Regions from separate parts of the Mus musculus genome. Here region 1 is linked to region 2. A link is a contact called in public HiChIP or PLAC-seq data. All regions are on one chromosome and are shown on one strand. The core of a region is the stretch at or near the end of the contact, and the rest is flanking DNA. Distances in the headings are between cores, read along the strand shown. Region 1 holds the start of Keap1 (kelch-like ECH-associated protein 1). Region 2 has its middle 5.4 kb from the start of Mrpl4.

Region 1 (6,014 bases), core at 3,247-5,746, 240 kb before region 2:
AGATGTTACGAGAAATACAAAGAGGCAGCTCTGGGCATTCCAACACTCCAACACCCTCAGATGAATGCCATACCTCTCCTCATGAAAACATGAACACACAGAGAGGAGAGTGTGTCTCTGGAGCACTCGAGCTGCACTTTGCAGGCTCCACATAGGGGAAGAGAATCAGTTTCTGCCAGCCGTCCCCGACCTCAACACAAGCACACACACAAATTAATGTACACAAAGCCCAGAGTGATATCCCAGCCTTTAACCACAGCACACGAAGGAGGCAGAGGCAGAGGCAGGAAGGTTTCTGTGTGTTCAAGGCCAGCCAGGGCTATGTAATGAGGCCTGTCTCAAAAAGAAGTTATAAGGCTGGAGTGATGGCTCAGCAGTTAAGAGTACTTGCTGCTCCTGCAGTGGTCCAGGGTTCAATTCCCCCATTTGCATGGTAGCTAACAACCACCTGTAACTTTAGGGGACACTGCACAGCCCACGTTGCACAGACATACATATACAGGCAAAACACCCACACGCACAAAGTAAAATACAAATTGAAATAAAAACATTAAAAAGTTATTTTACAAGAAGATAAATATCGCAACCAGGTAGATGGGTCTAGTTGGACCGTGCAGGCTGTGGGAGGGTCCGCCGGTGCAGGTTCAGCTGGAGGCGTACCGGACAGCCTAACCCGGAGGCAGCCTCCTAGGGCCGCCCAGACCCACGCCCTGCTCCCTCCGCCCGGCACCTGCAGGAAGGGCTGGAACTGCCTCTGCGTACCCGCCGCCCGTTTCCGCCCTCCCGCTCCTCCCACGCGTGCCGCCCGGGACCCCGCAGCACCGCTGCCCCGATCCGAGCCCTCCACCCCCACTCCGGTCCCCCTCCTCTCTTCCCGGAAGCGCGGCGCGTGGCGGCCCGGCGGCGCGGATTGGACGCGTGGCACCTACAGAGACACCCGGGGGGGTGGGACGGAGGTGAGCGAGCGCCCGCGGAGGATGCGGTGGGGAGCCAGCTCCGGGAGCTGCCCGCGGTCGCGCGTGGGGCCGTGCACGCGGTGGGGGGAAGCGCGTGCCCTTCTCCAAGCGCGCACCCCGCCGCCGAGCCCGTGAGCCCTCGTAGGGTGGTGGCCGCGGCGAGTAGAGGTAGGGGTCGCCCGCGGCCGGCGCCCCGGGACTCTTATTGTGACAGGGTGGCGCGCTGTGCTTAGTCACCGTGACCCGCGCGGCGGAGGCGGAGGCAGAGCGCGGCCATGGCGGGGTGAGTGAGCCGCTCCAGGCCGCGGCCCGGGACCAGGCCCTGCGGGCTCTCCCGGCGTCAGGGCTGCGCCTCCGAGCGGTGGGGAGGCCGCTGGAGCAGGCGCCGGGTACCGGGCGGCCGCTGCACAGCCCCCTGCGCAATGCCAGGCCCGAGCTCCGGCAGTGTGGTCACGCGTGACAGTCGCTCACTAGCTGGGGCCCCTGGAGCATTTCATCCCCCCCCTCCCCACGGTGATCTAATAGACAAAACACGCGGAGTCGCGACTCCAGGCTGAGCCCAGAACCTGGGGAGCCAGACGCAGACCCTCTCTTGTCTCCCCACATCTTCTTTGAAAGCATAATTCCTCCCCTGGCCCCAGGTCTCCAAGGGTCTCCTGAATCCCTCCCCGTGGGTGTTCCAGATGCTGCACACTCTCTTGCCCCAGGAGCTTGGTGTTCGCTTAGTGTTTCCTATACAGACCTTGCTTTATTTTTAGGCCTTTTCTGTCTTCTCGCTGTGTCTCTGGAGCTCAGAGCAGTCCCAAATACATAAATGGCAGGCTCTGTAAATGTTGGTGTGGTGTTGAAAGGAATCTGACATGTTGGACGAAGGCAAGGGGAGGGAAGGATGGCTGGAACAGTGAAGAGGTTGGAAAGCGGGTGTGGAGTTTTACAGGCCATTGACGATTTGGGGTTTCCATTCTTGGGCTCGGTGAAAGGTGTTGGGTGATTCTGAGCAGGAAAAGGAACATGATATGCCCTGAAGGCCCGCGAGTTGAGAAGTTAGTTTGAATGGAGCCGGCTGTGTCCAGTTTACTTGGCTTGGCAAAATCTGCACTTAGATATCATTGCTTAGTCTTGCAAAAAAAGAAGCCTGGCTGGACATGGTGGCACATACTGTAATCCCAGCACTCGGGAGGAGCCAGCTTTGGTTGCATAGTGAGTTGGAAGCCAGCCTAGGCTATGTAAGACCCTGTCTCAAATAAAATAAAATAAAGTGGCAGGGTCTGGTCTAACCCAGCCTCTGTTCCCAGCGCTGTGCTCTTCCCTCCCTCCAGGCCCCTAACGGCTAGCAGAGGAACTGTGTCTTGTCATCAGGAACCCCATGCAGCCCGAACCCAAGCTTAGCGGGGCTCCCCGCAGCAGCCAGTTCCTGCCCCTGTGGTCAAAGTGCCCCGAGGGGGCCGGGGACGCAGTGATGTATGCCTCCACGGAGTGCAAGGCAGAGGTGACGCCCTCGCAGGACGGTAACCGAACCTTCAGCTACACACTAGAGGATCACACCAAGCAGGCTTTTGGCGTCATGAACGAGCTTCGCCTGAGCCAGCAACTCTGTGACGTGACCCTGCAGGTCAAATATGAGGACATCCCAGCTGCCCAATTCATGGCTCACAAAGTGGTGCTGGCCTCCTCCAGCCCAGTCTTTAAAGCCATGTTCACCAACGGGCTTCGGGAGCAGGGCATGGAGGTGGTGTCCATCGAAGGCATCCACCCTAAGGTCATGGAAAGGCTTATTGAGTTCGCCTACACGGCCTCCATCTCCGTGGGCGAGAAGTGTGTCCTGCACGTGATGAACGGGGCGGTCATGTACCAGATTGACAGCGTGGTTCGAGCCTGCAGCGACTTCCTCGTGCAGCAGCTGGACCCCAGCAACGCCATTGGCATCGCCAACTTCGCGGAGCAGATCGGCTGCACTGAACTGCACCAGCGTGCCCGGGAGTATATCTACATGCACTTCGGGGAGGTGAGTGAAGCCGGGCTTTGGGCTCAGAAGTGGGATAGGCCAGCGTGGCGTTCTCCCCTGCGACAGGCTGGAGGAAAACTGTTGGGTGTTTTCTTTTTCCTTCCTTCTTTTCTCCCATAGGGTCTCATGTAGTCCAGGCTGGCCCTAATCTGGTTGGGTATCTGAGGATGACTTTAAATTCCTGATTCCTGTCTCAGTCTGTCGAGTACTGTAGTTACAGACGTTCGCCCTCCCAATACTTAATAGAATGGAGGCCAGCAGTGCCCCGGAACTTGATTTTACTTTTGTTTTTAAATCTTTTTTAAAAAATTATTTGCCTTTAGTTTCTGTGGATTGGCGTTTTGTCTGAATGTTTGTCTGTGTGTGAGGTGTCAGACCTTGGAGTTACAGACAGTTGTGAGCTGCCATGTGGGTGCTGGGATTTGAACTCGAGTCTTCTGGAAGAGGCCAGTAGTACCCTCAACTGTGAGCACCTGTGGTCTTATTTTTTGACAGTATTCTTCTTCTTCTTCTTCTTCTTCTTCTTCTTATTATTATTATTATTATTATTTTGGTTTTGGTTTTTCAAGGCAGGATTTCTCTGTGTAGCCCTGGCTGTCCTGGAACTCACTCCGTAGACCAGGCTGGCCTCGAACTCAGAAATTAGCCTGCCTCTGCCTCCCAAGTGCTGGGATGAAAGGCGTGCGCCACCACACCTGGCTTGACAGTCTTCTTTAGCTGAAGCTTTTTTGTTTTATTTATTTTTGTTTTTCAGGACAGGGTAACAGTCCTGTCTGTCATGGACCTCAATGTGTAGACCAGCCTGGCCTTGAACTAACAGAGATCTTCCTGCCTTTGGGAGTAAAGGCCGCATGTGCCACCACACCTGGCTATTGAAGTTGCTTTTTGTTTTGTTTTGTTTTAAGTCCTGTCTTTGCTGTCACTTTCTGAGTGCTGAGTAACACCAAACTCTGAAGAAGTTAAAAAAAAAAAAAAGATTATATTTATTTGTGTGTGTATACATGTACTGATCTTGTGTGCAAGTCGGAGGACAAATTGCAGGAGGTGGCTCTCGCTACCTTATATACGTTTCTAGGTTAAACTCAGGTAGGCCTGGCAGAAAAGTGCCTTTACCCACAAAGCCACATTGCTGGCCCAAAAACTCAGATTCTGAGCCCCTAATCCAAATACAGAGAGCCCTTAGGAATAGGTAAAGATGTGCCCTCCCAGTGCCTCAGCAGCCTGATCTCCCTGGGGTTAAAAGTTGTGATGGCCAGCCTGAGCTACACAGCGAGACTCTGTCTAAAAAAAGTGGTGTGTGTGTGTGTGTGTGTGGTGGTGGTGGCGGCACTCAGGAGGCAGAGGCAGAGGCAGGCAGATCTCTGAGTTCATGGCTAGCCTGATCTACCAAGGGAATTCCAAGATAGCCAGGGCTACAGAGAGAAACCCTGTCTTGATCTCCTCCAGAGCAGGGCAAAGTGTGATGAGCAGGCAGGCACCAGCACCCGCCAGCCTCACCCATGCAGGCTCCAGCTTTGCTTGGCTTTCCCTGGGTTCACTTGGTATTGCTTTCATTTTCGTTTCTCAGTGCAGGAAGTCTGCAAGAGAAAGTAATGGGACAGTGCTGGGGAAAGCCTTGCTCTTGGGTGGCAGTGACTAGAAAAGTCCCCTGGACACGACTGCATTCTGAATATCACCAACTCTGAAGTGCACCCAAGGCTTTTGAACACCATGTGCCGTCCACACCTGACCTCACCAGATGGGTGGCAGTGACCGCACAGGCACACTGTGCATAGGGCATACCATCTTCAGAGGGCCCATGTGCTGCTGGATTGCTAGGACACTTTCCCAGCATGCGTGAAGCCCTGGGTTCCATGCCCACCTCACATAAACCAAGTGTGGCTGTGCACACCTTTAATCCCAGCACTGGGTAGGCAAAGGCAGGCAGATCTGTGAGGCCAGCCTGCTCTACATAAAGTTCCAGGCCAGTTACACACAGACAAACACACACACACACACATACACACACACAGAGAGAGAGCCTTGAAGCTGTGTAAGGTCAATATGGACCAGCATAAAAGTAGTTTGTTTATTTATTTAGATTTTTGAGATAGCAGGTTGTCATGGCCCTTGGCTTTTGTCTGAAACTCAAGATTCTCACATGTCAGGTTCCCAAGTGCTGAGACTTGACATGGGCCTTGATGGCTCGAGTGAAGTTGTTTATACCATACTCTTATTCCTTAGGTGTCTCATCATTTGTGTAAAATATTCCTACATCTGAAAAAAAACAAGTGCCAAGCTGTAAACTGCCAGTCATTTTATGTTTTATTTTTATTAATCTAAAAATTGTATTGTATTGTATTGATTTAGGGGGCAATGTGTGTGCCACAGTTCATGTGGAGGTCAGAAGACAACTTGCAGGAGTTGATTCTTCCAGCATATGAGTCCTGGGGTTAAATAAACAAACAAACAAATAAACAAATTAAGAACCCAGTGCCTTTCTGAGCTAGTAAAGGCACTCACTGCCAAGCCAGAAGACCAGTCCCAGGAAGGTGAGACCCCCCCCCCATCAGACATGAGTACATTCACACACATACACAATAAGCCAATAAGTAAATGTAATTAAAAACTATGTAGAACAGGTGGCCTGGAACTCACAGACATCTTCCTCTCCCTTCCAAGTGAATATTAGTCCAATGCTGGGATTAAAGGCCAGACTAGGTTCAATTGTTTATTTTGATATAAGATCTTACTATGTTGTCCTAGCTGGTCTGGAACTGGCTTATGGGGACCAATCTGGCCTTGAATTCAGACATCCTCTTGCCTCTGCCTCCCCTGATATGGGGGATTATAGGAGTGTGCCACTACACCTAGCTATATATATATTTTTTTAAAAAAATTAAAACTAAAATCAATACAGGAGCCTAAAGAGTCCACAGTGTGTGGCCTGTGTGACCCCCGGTGTATGGGTGCTCGGCCTGGATGGAGGGCTTCCCTTCTCACCTGAGCTCCCTGCAGGTGGCCAAGCAGGAGGAGTTCTTCAACCTGTCACACTGCCAGCTGGCCACGCTCAT
Region 2 (6,211 bases), core at 1,926-4,425:
GAACTCACTATGTAGCTGAGAATAACCATGAACCCTGATCTTCTGTCTCTGCCTTTCTCGTGCTAACATGACTGTCTTGTGGAACTATGTGCTGTTCGTGTAGTACTGAGGCTGGAGTCCAGGGCCTCCTGCTTGTTAGGCAAACACCCTATCCACTGAGCCCCAGCCTCACTGATATATTTTTGAACATTTCTAGGATATACTATTAGATTTACTAATTAACTATTAAACAGTGGTAGCCAAGTATACATGAGGCCCTTGGTTCTATCTCCAGCACCACAAAGAAAACAAGGATTTATTCTAACCAACAGTGCCTTTTCTATGTGCAGTTGAGAGTGGGCATACATATGCCAAGCTGCAGATGTGGAGGTCAGAAGGTGATGTTGAGTTGTTAGTCCTTTTCTTTCACTAGATAAGTTCCAGGGATCAAGCTCAGGTTGTTAGACTTGGTAGCAAGCACCTTTATCCACTGAGCCGTCTCATTGGCCCAAGAACCTAGTGTTTTGGGGGTTTGTTCTTACTGGTATTTGTTTGTTTATCTTTTTATTCATTCATTCATTTGTGTTGGGGGCACACATGTGGGTATGGAGATCAAAAGACCATTTGTGGGAATTGGTTCTCTCTTTCTCTCTCTCTCTTTCTTTTGTTTTTGTTTTTGTTTTTGGTTTTTTGAGACAGGGTTTCTCTGTATAGCCCTGGTTGTTCTGGAACTCACTTTGTAGACCAGGCTGGCCTCGAACTCTGAAATCCACCTGCCTCTGCTTCCCGAGTGCTGGGATTAAAGGTGTGCACCATCATGCCCGGCTTGGTATCCTAGGTCTTAAAGTCAGATGTGAAGCTTGGCAACAAGCATCTTTACCTGTGGAGTCCTCCTGACAAACCTGAAATCCAAGTCTTTGTAAGTGCAAAAAGTGGGCCTTACTACGTAGCTCTGGCTGGCCAATCTCAAACTCACAGAGATCCACTTGCCTCTTCTTCCTGAGTGCTGGGATTAAAGGCGTGCATCACCATGCCTGTCTGTATTCAGCTTTTATTTTCCTCACCAAAGAGAACATGTGTGTTTCCGTCTGGTCACTTACATTTAATATCGCCTACCATGTATAACAACAGGGCTGAATAACACTCCTTCTTTTCCCTTTCCTTTCAGGCTGTGGTCTGCTGAGAGACCCTTCTGTCTCTGCCTCTCAGGTGCTGGCATCCTTTCTCTAGTCCTTCTATTCTTAGTGTGTGAGTGGGTACGAGGGTGGACAGGAAACCTATGCACAAAGGTCAAAGTGAGTGTCCTGCTCTGTCCTCTCCACCTTAGCTAGTTTGTTTTTGTTTTTTGAGGCAATGTTTCTCTGTCCTGGAACTGCTCTGTAGACCAGGCTGGCCTTGAACTCACATCCTCCAGAGTGCCAGGATTAAAGGCATGCATCACCATTGCCCACTTTTTTTTCTACCTTAGTTTATGAAACCCAGGGTCTCTCAGTGAGTCTAGAGTTCTTGGATTCAGCCAGGCTGGCTGGCCAGTGAATCTGAGGGTCTTGGTTTGGCTTCCAGGTTGACTGGCCAGCTTCCCCAATGTTGGGACTACAAGCATTGCCACTGTGACTGGCCTTAGGGTTTACTATGTAGCCCAGGCTGGCCTCTTTTTTTTTTTTTTTAAGAAGCCATGCAGCATCTTTCCCCCTTTGTTCTATTTATTAAGTATACATCCAGGGGGCTAGAGAGATGGCTCATGGTTAAGAGCACTGACTGCTCTTCCGAAGATTCTGAGTTCAAATTCCAGCAACCACATGGTGGCTCACAACCACTTGTAATGAGATCTGATGCCCTCTTTTGCTGTGTCTGAAGACAGCTACAGTGTACTTAAGATATAATAATAAATAAATATTTTTAAAAAAAAATATACATCCAGTCTGCCTGCATGTATGCTTGCAAGCCAGAAGAGGGCACCAGATCTCATTATAGATGGCTATGAGCCACCATACAGTTAGTAGGAACTGAACTAAGGACTTTTGGAAGAACAGCCAGCTCACTCACACTCTCACACATTCTCTCTCTCTCTCCCTCTCCCTCTCCCTCTCCCTCTCCCTCTCCCTCTCCCTCTCCCTCTCCCTCTCTCTCTCTCTCTCTCTCTCTCTCCCTCTCTCTCTCCCTCTCCCTCTCTCTCTCTCCCTCTCTCTCTCTCTTTCAAGACATGGTTTCTCTGTGTAGCCCTGGCTGTCCTGGAACTCACTCTGTAGACCAGGCTGGCCTCCAACTCAGAAATCTCCCTGCCTCTGCCTCCCAAGAGCTGGGATTAAATGTGTGCACCACCACTGCCTGGCAGCAGCCAGTTCTCTTAGCCTCTGAGCCATCTGTCCAGCCTCCAGGCTGGGGCTCTTGATTATATTGCTCCTGTATTACCCTCTGGCATAACAGAGACTATGGGCCTCTAGAACCACACCCAATGTGCACATTTTCTTTATCCCTTCATCTGTCAAAGGACACCTCAGTTAACTCCACTTATTGGCTGGGATAAATATGAAAGGAACCTGGGAAAAGAGCTCAGTTGGTACAGTGCTTGTGGTTCAGTTGATCTAGTGCATATAACTTAGTTGGTGTAGTGCTTATAGCTCTTTTGACATGGTGCTTATCACTCAGTTGTCACAGTGTTTGTAGTTCAGTTGCTAGAGTGCTTGCCTAGCATGCGTGAAGCTCTGGGTTCAGTGCCCAGCACTGCATTAATTGGGTGTGTTGATACAGACTTGTTAATTCCAGAGGCAGAAGAAAAATGACCAGCCTTGGCTCTACATAGTGAATTACAGGCTAGTTTGATCACATGAGACCCTTTCTCAAAAAAAAAAAAAAAAAAAAAAATCGAGAGCTGAGCTCAGTGAGTAAGGCACTTGCTACACAAGCCTGACAGCCTGACTTCATCAGAACTCACGTAAACATGGAGACGACCACCCTCACAACGCTGTCTTCTGAATCCCTTAATATGTACGTGCTTCTCTCACATCATGCAAGCATATAATAATGTAAAATGTATTTTAGGATGAGCAATAAAGACAGACAGACGTGGACGTTTAGAGATCTCCTTGACACAGCAAATTAATATGCGTTGCTCACGTACCCCAGTGTGGGATAGCAAAGTCATATGTCCGTTTTATTTTTAGTGTTTTGAGGAACCTTCTTTCTGTTTTCCATATATATAAACCCTGCTCATTTTCATTTTCCCCAGTGGTGAGTTCCCCTTTCTCTGCATCCTTAGCTACTCCCCCCGACTCTGGCCTCGTCTCCTACAGTCCCTTTATTGAACAGTGATGCCTTCCTCTTGTGGGTTTGATTTGTATCTGATTGTTCACTTACTTTGTGGTTTTTATTTCATTTTAATGTATTTTTAGGTTTTTGCATTGCTTTCCTTCCTGTGTAGACCAGGCCGGTCTCAAACTCACAGAGATCTTCCTGCCTCTGCCTCTTGAGTGCTAGGATTAAAGGTGTGTCTCACCACACCTGGCCATTTTTATTTATTAATTATGTGTGTAAGTGTGGTTCTTTATACACAGGAGTATAGTGAGCACAGAGCTCAGAAGAGGGCAAAGGAGCTCCAGGCACTGGGGTTATAGATGGATGTGAGCCACCTACTGTGGGGCCTGGGAACTTAACTTGGATCCAAAGAACTCTGAAAGAGCAGCAAGCAGTCTTTCTTACTCCTTGAGCCTCTCTCTTCGGCCCCAATATTTTGTGATTCAAAAGTTTTTTTTAGGAGCTAGAGAAATGAGTCAGCTGTTGAGAACACTGGCTGTTCTTCTAGAGGACCAGGATTCAGTTCCCAGAACCTACATGGTGGCTCACAATCATCTGTAGTTCTAGATCCGGAGAATAGGACATCCTCTTCTGACATACAGGGACCTCATGAATATAGTACATAGACATACATGCAGGCAAAACACTCACGCACGTGAAAGAAAACAAATCTAATTTTTGCCGGGCAGCGGTGGTGCATGCCTTTAATCCCAGCACTTTGGGAGACAGACAAAGGCGGATTTCTGAGTTCGAGGCCAGCCTGGTCTACAGAGGGAGTTCCAGGACAGCCAGGGCTACACAGAGAAACCCTGTCTCGAAAAACAAAAAGAAAACAAGGAAAAACAAAACAACCCCAAATTTTTGTATATATAATTTATTTCTATTTTATGTGTTTTGCCTACTTATATGTCTGTGTGAGGGTGTCAGATCTCATGAAACTGGAGTCACAGATAGTTGTGGGCTACCACGTTTGGTGCTGGGAATTAAACCTGGGTCCTTTGGAAGATCAGCCAATGCTCTTAACCTCTGAGTCAGCTCTCCAGCCCCCTAAAATGTTTTCGTTTGTGTTTTCTTCTTTTTTTTAAAGATTTTATTTATTATTTATTTTATATGTAAGTACACTGTAGCTGTCTTCAGACACACCAGGAGAGGGAGTCAGATGTCATTATGGATGGTTGTAAGCCAACATGTGGTTGCTGGGATTTGAACTCAGAACCTTCGGAAGAGCAGTCAGTGCTCTTAACTGCTGAGCCATCTCTCCAGCCCCTCGTTTGTGTTTTCAAGACAGGGTTTCTCTGTATAGCCCTGGCTACCTGGAACTCCCTCTGTAGACCAGGCTGGTCTGGAACCCCTGGGTCTTCCTCACAAGTGCTGCAACTAAAGGTGCTAGCCGCTACTGCCTAGCTCTTAAAAATAATATTCTTTTTCTTTCTTTCTTCTTTTTGTTTTGTTTGTTTTGTTTTTCAAGACAGGGTTTCTCTCTATAGCTCTGGCTGTCCTGGAACTCACTCTGTAGACCAGGCTGGCCTCGAACTCAGAAATCCACCTGCCTCTGCCTCCCAAGTGCTAGGATTAAAGGCATGCACCACTACAGCTAAAAATAATTTTCCAAAAAAAAAAAAAAGCTTTTTAACGCTTCATTTTATGTAATTTCACTGGTCTTGTCTGTTTCTCTCCCATTCTTCATGTGTATGTACTACATGTTTGGGCAGGGTCTTGTTTAGCTCAGGTTGGTCTTGAACTCCAAATTCTCCTGCCTCTACTTCCCTAGTGCTGGGCTTACAAGTGTGCACTAGCATGCCTTATTCACACATCTGTCAAAGAACACTGCACAAATACAAAAGGACCTGCAGGTGGTAGTACCAGCCTGTGGCCCCATCACTGAGGAGACAGAGGACTGCCTTAGGTTTGAGCCAGCCTGGCATAGTTAATGAGTAGTCTGTCAGCCTGAGCTGCAGTGTGAGAGCCTGTCTCACAAAACAGAAATGAGGGCAGGGTAAGATGGTTCAGCAGGTACCAGTGCCAAGTCTGTCGACCTGTATTCAATCCCTCAGACTCACGTGGTGGAAAGGACAAAACCAGCTCTTGCAGGTTGTCCTCTGACCTCCACGTGTGTGCACTGTGGCATGCCCAGTGTGCCCCCATACATTAACAAATACAGGGCAGACACAAAGTATAAAGAACAGGAGTCCAGCTGGGTGTGGTGGCGCTGCCTTTAATCCCAGCACCCGGGAGGCAGAGGCAGGCAGAGTTCTGAGTTCGAGGCCAGCCTGGTCTACAAAGTGAGTTCCAGGACAGCCAGGGCTATACAGAGAAACCCTTTCTCGAAAAACCAAACCAAACCAAACCAAAACAAAACAGAACAGGAGTCCAGCATACACAGGGCCCTAGGCCAGGGTCCAGCCCAGCACTACTGAGGGAATGAAAACTCTGTCTCTTGGACAGTGTGCTCTGGCTACCACAAAGAACCACAAGTCTCTTTCCCAACTGCTGTAGGAAATATCTGTGTGGTTGAGCAGGTATGTGTAGCTTCAGGCACACAAGGTGTGCATCTGTGTCTGTTCATAGAGGCCGGAGATTGCCCTACACTGTCTCCCTCAGTCACTTTCAGCTTACTTATTTTTGAGACAGAGTCTCACATAGAGCCCAGGCTGGCCACGAACTCACTATGTAGACCAGGCTGGCCTGGAACTAAGAAATCTTCTTGCCTCTGCCTCTTCAGTGCTGGGGTTAAGGGTGTGGCACCAAACCCAGCTTTGGTCTTGCTTGTGTGGCTAGTACCTTACCCATTGTGCCTTCTCTTGCATCCCTAGTTTGTGAAAAATTAAAGACATTACCATATGTTTCACAAGTAGGCACTCTTATACTTAACATAATACATGTGTATATATGAACCTTACAGTTTTATTACATTTACTTATGTGTGCAGATATGCAGG

What was found. HiChIP or PLAC-seq counts read pairs in DNA pulled down with a chosen protein or histone mark.
Region 1: a contact with region 2 is called in an H3K4me3 HiChIP or PLAC-seq map of bone marrow-derived macrophages, with 4 times the contacts expected there. The contact joins two enhancer-like sites. A contact is called at or near these places in 1 of 15 datasets of contacts at CTCF or cohesin (large pre-B cells), 1 of 484 Hi-C or Micro-C datasets (pro-B cells), 6 of 115 datasets of contacts at active chromatin or transcription factors (bone marrow-derived dendritic cells, bone marrow-derived macrophages, embryonic stem cells and 1 more) and 1 of 9 other capture datasets (adipose tissue).

Annotation. Positions count from the first base shown.
Region 1 is chr9:21,234,018-21,240,031 of GRCm38.p6, reverse strand. Keap1 (kelch-like ECH-associated protein 1) reads left to right here and starts at 700. Exons shown (of 5, transcript NM_016679.4): 1 at 700-2,961; 2 at 5,959-6,014. The coding sequence starts at 2,323. Within about 2 kb of position 4,496, at least 64 of the 459 cell types and tissues checked have an H3K27ac peak or open chromatin away from gene starts, as enhancers often do. A contact at or near this core is called in bone marrow-derived dendritic cells and bone marrow-derived macrophages, where this site is marked.
Region 2 is chr9:20,994,270-21,000,480 of GRCm38.p6, reverse strand. No RefSeq gene overlaps it. Among named protein-coding and RNA genes, the nearest start is that of Mrpl4, 5.4 kb to the left of the region's middle. Within about 2 kb of position 3,175, at least 27 of the 459 cell types and tissues checked have an H3K27ac peak or open chromatin away from gene starts, as enhancers often do. A contact at or near this core is called in bone marrow-derived dendritic cells and bone marrow-derived macrophages, where this site is marked.